Linked DNA regions of Mus musculus: region 2 is linked to region 1. Evidence: chromatin contacts called from public promoter capture Hi-C data. All regions are on one chromosome and are shown on one strand. The core of a region is the stretch at or near the end of the contact, and the rest is flanking DNA. Distances in the headings are between cores, read along the strand shown. Region 1 holds the start of Lgi1 (leucine-rich repeat LGI family, member 1). Region 2 has its middle 7.1 kb from the start of Gm41844.

Region 1 (3,543 bases), core at 56-2,555:
CACTGAAGTTGGCCTAGGGTCAGCTACAAGGGGCGGGGGGGGGGGGGGGAGAATGGCAAGGCAAAGACCTCTGATAAGGGTGGCTTTGTCTCATAAAGGCACGGGTACTCGAACAATTCATTTTATACGTTCAATTTTTAAAAGCAAGAAAAGGAAGGACCGTGCTTGACTTACCAGAGTGGCTATGCCACCATGAGGGATGGCCGCCATCAGCTTGGTCAAAGGACATTCTTTTCTACTGTCCTAAGGATATTTTCACTCTCTGGGGCTGGACAACCTCACAGCCAAGGTCACACTATTTTGATTTTGTCCTTAAACAAACTTCCCTTTCCAAGAGAGTGTCTTCTTCTTCCCTATGATATATGCCAATAAGAGCCTGTGATTTTTATTTGGTTCCCACAGTCATGAGGAGACCATCTGTCCTATCGTCTCTATCATCCCTAATGTCCCCACTCTACAGGCAGGATAGCTCCCTTGTCTGTAAAAATCCGCTCTTTCCAGATGACCTGGGATCTCCAAGTGGGGTCTCTAGCTTACTCTAGCACTTCACTTTATTGCAGCCTGCTGGGTGAGCCAGACCCAGTTTCAAAGCCCCAGGAAGCTGGAGTTGGCTGCCTCCTGCTGGCAGGGAGTACGTTCCAGCCTTTTAGAAGGAACACTGCCAAAGAAGGGAGAGCAAGAAGGGAGGAGACTGGATTATACACAGGGGCGGCTTACCATTCTGTCGCCTCCCTGTCGTGGAGGGAGGAGTGGGCTGTGCAAGGTGGTGGGGGATTATGAAAATCAATAATTTGTAATAGTTGATAAGTGTCAGAGAAGTATTCAGTCACACTGTATTCCCCTGAAATTGACAGTCTCCGTGTGTTCACGGGTTTTTCATTCAACGGTGGCATCAACCAGGTGGGCTCTGCCAGGGAAGGCACGGATTTAACAGCAGACAGCTTCATTTAACTTCCTCTTCCCAGCCAAGACTGTCCCCCAAGCTAGTTTTTCTTACTAGGCTGTTTGCTACATGAAGAGCAAATTCCCAGAGGTTCCCGAGATTGCCCACATCCTATGCTAAGATGCTATGCCCCACCGCCCGCCCGCCCACCCACCCACTAATAAGACATAATGCCGTCCTATTTTTGGTAACAATTAAAGGGCCTCCCGGTGAAAGCAGAAAGCTGTTTATTTTCTGTTACATCACTTCGCTTGCCTTCGAAGACTGGTCTGTGCTCAGTGTTTTCTGTGAAGTGAGTCGGCTCTCTTCCTCCAGCAGTTGGCTCGCTCCCACCTCGCAGCACCTCACAGGTCTCTTCCCCCAGCAGTGCGCTGCCTGAGCGAGGAACAGCTCACGAATCAGCTGGAGGTCCCTGTTTTGAAAAAAAAAAAAAAAAAAAAAAAAGCAGATAGAGAAGCAGAGAAGGGTGGACTCCTATGTGACCTGTTCTTAGAGCAAGACAATCAGCAGCTGAATTCCAGAAGCCCTGTTCATGTGTGGGGATATTCTCTCGACTGCATGGAATCAGAAAGCAGCAGAAGGATGGGAAATGCCTGCATTCCCCTGAAAAGAATTGCCTATTTCCTATGCCTCTTTTCTGTGGTTTTGCTGACTGAGGGGAAGAAACCAGCGAAGCCAAAATGCCCTGCCGTGTGTACTTGTAGCAAAGATAACGCTTTATGTGAGAATGCGAGATCCATTCCACGCACCGTTCCTCCTGATGTTATCTCACTGTAAGGCCCGTAAGCATTTTGATATCTAATTTACAATTTAAAAGAAAAAATCCAGCTGGTGGATTTGGGGGTTTGTATGTATTCTGAGAGGGGCATGGAGCTCGTGAGACAGATTCCTCTTGCATGCCTGACCATTTGACAGCACTAACATTTTCCTGCATTTAAAATTTGTGATTTTTTGATAAGCTGCTAGTGATCATGCTTAGTTAGCCCCCACCCTGGACATTATCCGGAGGCACCTGGAGCAGGCTTCTCTTTCTCTCTCTCTCTCTCTCTCTCTCTCTCTCTCTCTCTCTCTCTCTCTCTCTCTCTCTCTCGCTTCCTCTAGGAAGGGACAGAATCGTACTTTATAAAATAGTGGGGGAATATAGCAACTGTTATGGTAAATTGGATTAACATAAGATCTATTCTCTGTGTGTGTCTCTTTGTGTGTGTGTCTGTTTGTTTTGTGTGTGTGTGTGTTTTGTTTTCTTTCAGATCCTTTGTGAGATCTGGTTTTACTGAAATCTCAGAAGGGAGTTTCTTATTCACACCATCGCTGCAGCTCTTGTGAGAAACATTTATATAATGACTATTTTTAATATGGCATGTATTCGGATAAGCCTTCTAGTAAAACGAGCTTAATATTGTTTCTGTTGAATGTGATGATGCTTCTGAAAGGGGCGAGAACATGGGTAAAGCGGGAGATAGATGGGTTATTTGTAACTTCACATCCACCATAAAAGTTGATTCTTTAAATTCAATTACCTGTGATGCTGTCTAGCTTAATGGCTATTTGTGAAGTTGTTGGGACGATGCAACAAGAATACTAATTTTGATGATCTTACTTTCATTTTTAACTTGGGGAACTTCGGTTATTTTGCGCTGGAGTTCTTGGGTTTGTCAATTCAGAGCCCAGCATCACATATGCACTCAAGATGTTGTCTCTTGGGGATCTGGGGCAGACTATGTCTCTGTATGATTTACCATGTGGGGAGAAAAAGAGAGAGGAAAAAAAACACCCTTGGTTCTTTCTAGGTAATTTCTTAAAATACGAATTCTCAAGAGGCTGCTTTCTAATTTATAACTAGTCCCCTCACAGCAAGGAAAAGATGATATTAATACAGCAAATACTCCTTGTTCTATGTTTTGAGATGGCCACAAGGGAGCCACATATTCAGTCCATGCCTGAAAAATATTCAAAAATAGCACTGGACTAGGAAATCAGACCTCTTTACAGGGATAATGAAATATGTATAATTTGTTCTGATGAATAATGTTTGGCAACTGGAGCCTAGTTCTTCATGGGTATCACATGAGAGTCAAGGGGTCTCTGGTGCTCCAGCATCAATCATAGATTAGCAGACAGACACTTCCAAAACAGACACAGTCGACTGTCCATATGCTGAATTTGAGATATCTTACTTAACTGTGTGATTAAGATCCAAGCTTTTAATTTATTTGCTTTCTAGATTTATATTTGTTTCCTTGCCATCCATGCTTAGCCATTGTGTTTATGCATGGGCAAACACTGTGCATTTGAAGTTGAAGAGTCCTGTGTTCGAATCTCACCCCACTAATCTCATCACACTAATCACTGGAATGTTGCCATGTGGTCTTGTTCAGACCAGCTCTCCCTCTCCCTCTTCTCCCCTCAGCTTCCTTATCTACAAAATGGAAATGATAAGACATATTTTTGAAGTGTTGTGATCAGAGAGAAATAAAAATTTAAGTATTAATTTTTTTAAAAAAAAGGGTCTCACATAGTTCACGCTGACTGACCTTGCCAAGAGCTCTGCTGGTCTTCAGCTTCTGATGTTCTCCCCTTTTCCTCCCCACTGCGGAGAT
Region 2 (3,872 bases), core at 1,155-3,654, 110 kb after region 1:
CATTTTGTGCCGCCATAACAGAAAACTCAAGACTGGATACCTTTTTGAAGAATAGAATTTGTTTTACAGTTCTGAAGGTCCCTAAGGTCCAAGGTCAAAGGGAGGGATTTCTTGCTGCCTCACCCCATGACGGAAGGCAGAAGGGCAAGAGGGCACATGCATTAGAGGCACAGGGGATGGCGACTAACTCATCTTTCTTAGAAACCTATTCTTGCAGTGACGAACGCACTCCAGGTTAATGACATTAACCTACTCAACTGTAGGCCAGCTCATTTCTTAAAGGTCCCATCTCTCAACACTGCAACATTGAGGATTGCATTTCCAATTGTGGGGTTCAGGAAATTGCCATACCAACCACGAATACACCAATCTCAGTTAAGCAAGAAAAGTTTATTGAACACACACCATAATACTGGACGTCCAGGTCCACGAGAAGGAAAAACCTAATTGTGGCACCAGTCTGCTCTCAGGGTAGACTTTTTATAGGGAAAACCAGGTTCAAAAGTTTAAAGGGCAAGGAGGGGAGCAGATGGCTCACTAGGCAAAGTATTATCAGCTAACCTTTAAGCTGCTTGGTCCTGGGTAAGGCAAGGGAGGTGGTGGATGGGTGGCAAACAGGGGAATTTCAGAAGATTCAGATAACAGAGCACAAGTATTATAATCACAACATTTTGGCTTACTAGTAGCATTCTTCAGTGTTACCCACAAAAATCACAGTGAGCTCATACATAGATGCAGGAAGGGCTGCCCTGTGGTTAGCTCTGACCCAAGATAATTTAGACATAACAGTTCATACCGACCTTTGATTTGATGGGTCCTACATAAACCTTTGTGGAATGTCTTAAGACTAACTAGCAAACCTCATACTGCTCATTCAGAGCATAGAGAACAAAACAGGGTGTGTGGTCAGCATGTCCTTGAGCCAAGTCACTTCTCTGTGTCAGTGACTGGCAGGCATGTTACAGCAACAATGTTAACTAGCTGGCAGGCATGGACCAAAATGGCTACAGCTATAGGGGTTGGGGGTCTGGCCAATACATAATATCAACTTCTGAGGGCACACTCAAAGCATAGCAGATGAAAACTACATAAACACCTGAGGTTTAGATAAGCAGATAAGTGTAGTTTAGAAGTCTGAAGAGCTTATCTTTGGAGGGTATAGTGAAGAGCCATCCATGGAGTGGCCATTTTGAGAACTATTCTCTGCTTCTCTCTCTCTCTCTCTCTCTCTCTCTTAAGATTATTTATTTATTTTATGTATGTGAGTACACCATTGCTTTCTTCAGACATACTAGAAGGAGGCACCAGATCCCATTGCAGATGGTTGTGAGCCACCATGTGGTTGCTGGGAATTGAACTCAGGATCTCTGGAAGAGCAGTCAATACCCCTTAACCACTGAGCCATCCCTCCAGCCCCTATTCTCTGTTTCTTGATCTGGGTCATGTTGACATGAGCATGCTCAGTGAGTGAGCTTTCTTTGAGCTATACATTTCCATGGTTTCGGCAGTAGTTGAAACTACACCATCAAATACTGGATTTCAGAAGGCATTGGAGGCTTGGTTGATTTATAGGCCCAGTATTGCCTGGGTGGATGGTGTATCTTGGTGGTCCATACTTGGCTGACAATATAGCAAATAGATAAATGGAATCAAGAAACCATTGATAAATGACTTATATATAATTATGGATCTTGTTAGTATCGTTATACAATTGTTTTTCTTCATTTCATAGCATTCTACTCCAAGAAGAGTGTGGTTTCTCAGAGATACCACAAACCCTAATGCAAACCACGGAGTATCACGATTGTAGCAATAGCTGGCAAAGCATGCTGCCAGCTCAGTGGTCTCAGAGTTAAAGCCAAAAGATCAGGTGAAAGAAATTGCTCTAATGAGGTGCTGCTCTCAAAAGCCTGAAATCCTGTTAATGCCCTGCCTGAGAAGCAGGGGAAAACTGTCCAGACCACCCACTGAAGTATCTAAAGTCTTGAATTCTAATCCCATCTCTGCGCCTCCCTTTTAGTGTGACTGTAAGCAAATCAGTTGACATCTCTAAGCTTCACTTTCCCCATCTGTAAGTTGAAGATAAAACACACACCTTAAAGAGAAAAAAGAGCGTTTGCATCTGGTGTTGGAAATGAATCCTCTCATCTTCTTAGCCGCTAAATAGTTTTCTTCTTCTATTTTCTATAGGAGAAAACAAGATCGGGGAAGGGGGAGGCTCAGATGGGAGTCATCACTCTCCTGAAACCACAGGGCTGGTTAGTGAACGGGACTCCAGAGCCTGGCTTTTAACAATTACTGAACTGCCTGGTTAAATTCCCCGGGGGTCAATGAACCGATGCACCTAATTGTGTGTGGCATATTTGGAGCATTTCAGAAACGTTAATGATTAAAAGGAGAGCAGAGTGGAACCCAGATATTGGACCATAACAAATCTGAGGTTAACAGGGATCATCTCTGAGCATGCCCAGTCTCCAAGCATAGATAAGTTCACAGAGGAAGGTAAAGGTTCCCGGGGTGTTAGGAATAATTTATGTACATAGGAGCCACGGTTCTCAGGAACTGATTGGAGAGAGAGGATCTACAAAGAAACACGCAACAAGGTCTGCAGGGTGCCCTCTGCCCAGGAAACTGCAGGGGTGCAGCCCTCTGACTCGAGGCCAGGAGAGCTAGGAGAATCAGAGAGCTCTCCAGCCACATATACCCCGACCCCTGTCTCCCAGGCCAGTTTGTCAAGCTTGGAGCAGAGAGCCGAGGTCTGGATCCTGTAGTCTGAGTGAGAGTAGGCAATGCCAAGGCCAGTGAGAGGTCATCTGTGAGAGGTTGGGACCCTGTCTCTTTCGTCTCCCATTTCATCTCTGTTGTCTAGTGTAAACACTTAGATGTTAGCCAAATCTGCTACATTTTTAAAAATGGGATGAAGATAAATACATCAGGGTCTAGAAGGGAAACGGACATAAATATTTCAGATGGAACACAGGACTTCAAAGAAACCTCCAAAGTCTTACAAGAGTCGTACACTCTGTCTCCAGAGAGTAAAACTGTAGAACCCCGAGTTCATATGTTTTACTACTGGTAATATTTAGCTACAAAACTCTGAAAGGCTGGGAAGGCACTAAACCAGGTTTTCTCTCCCCTCTTAGCTTTTCTGTCTCTGGTGCTCATCGTTAGATCCCAAGCCAGCTCAGGCTGCTGCCCAGGTCATGTTCATTTACAGCTGAGTCTCTCCCCTCCCTCACAGCTGATTTTCACACAGCTCCCAGGCTAATATACTCTCCTCAGTCCCATTTGTCACCCAGCAATCAGAGACAGCCTGGCTGCCAGCTCTGTATAAAGGATCCATCAATCACATGACATAGACCCTCTTTCCTTCTTCTGAGAAGGGACATTACCACCCCACTAGGCCACATGGGCCTGAACTCTCCTTAGAGTTCCCATCATGTCTGTCTGTCTGACGTCTGTCTGTCTGTTTATAGTGTTAATTACCCTCTGAATAAATCTTATTCAACAGGACAGACTGTCTCAGTGTCTCCTAAACCCAGAATGTTTTTTCTCTTCTCTGTAGTTAGGAGCCAGAACTGAAGCGTGGCCAAGGCTGGTGCTAAGGATCATAGGTAGCTCATGTGTCTTGGTGGGGATGTAGACCCAAGTTAACTGCAACTATGGCTCTAGGTTCCCATGGAGCCTTTTGCTAATGTTCTCTTTGGATTAGTTTGAGATAGAGTCTCCCAGTGTAGCCCAGGATGCCTCCCAGTGTAGCCCAGGGTGCTCTGTGACTCCCCATCCTCCTGCCTCAGGTTCTCTCATACGGGAATTGCAGGCATGTGGCTCCTGCCTGGCTACACTGCTGCTACATTTGCTGACTCCTACAT

Evidence for each region. Promoter capture Hi-C pulls out the DNA fragments that hold promoters and counts their contacts.
Region 2: a promoter capture Hi-C map of liver shows a contact between it and region 1, with 2.8 times the contacts expected there. A contact is called at or near these places in 5 of 39 promoter capture datasets (cranial neural crest, embryonic stem cells, frontonasal cranial neural crest and 2 more), 2 of 130 datasets of targeted methods (a beta-TC-6 cell line and embryonic stem cells) and 1 of 9 other capture datasets (adipose tissue).

The regions. Positions count from the first base shown.
Region 1 is chr19:38,263,382-38,266,924 of GRCm38.p6, forward strand. It overlaps Lgi1 (leucine-rich repeat LGI family, member 1), which reads left to right and starts at 1,306. Exons shown (of 8, transcript NM_020278.3): 1 at 1,306-1,716; 2 at 2,194-2,265. The coding sequence starts at 1,502. It overlaps Gm32771 (a long non-coding RNA gene), which reads right to left. Exons shown (of 6, transcript XR_003952844.1): 5 at 3,478-3,533; 6 at 1,153-1,355.
Region 2 is chr19:38,370,252-38,374,123 of GRCm38.p6, forward strand. No RefSeq gene overlaps it. Among named protein-coding and RNA genes, the nearest start is that of Gm41844, 7.1 kb to the right of the region's middle.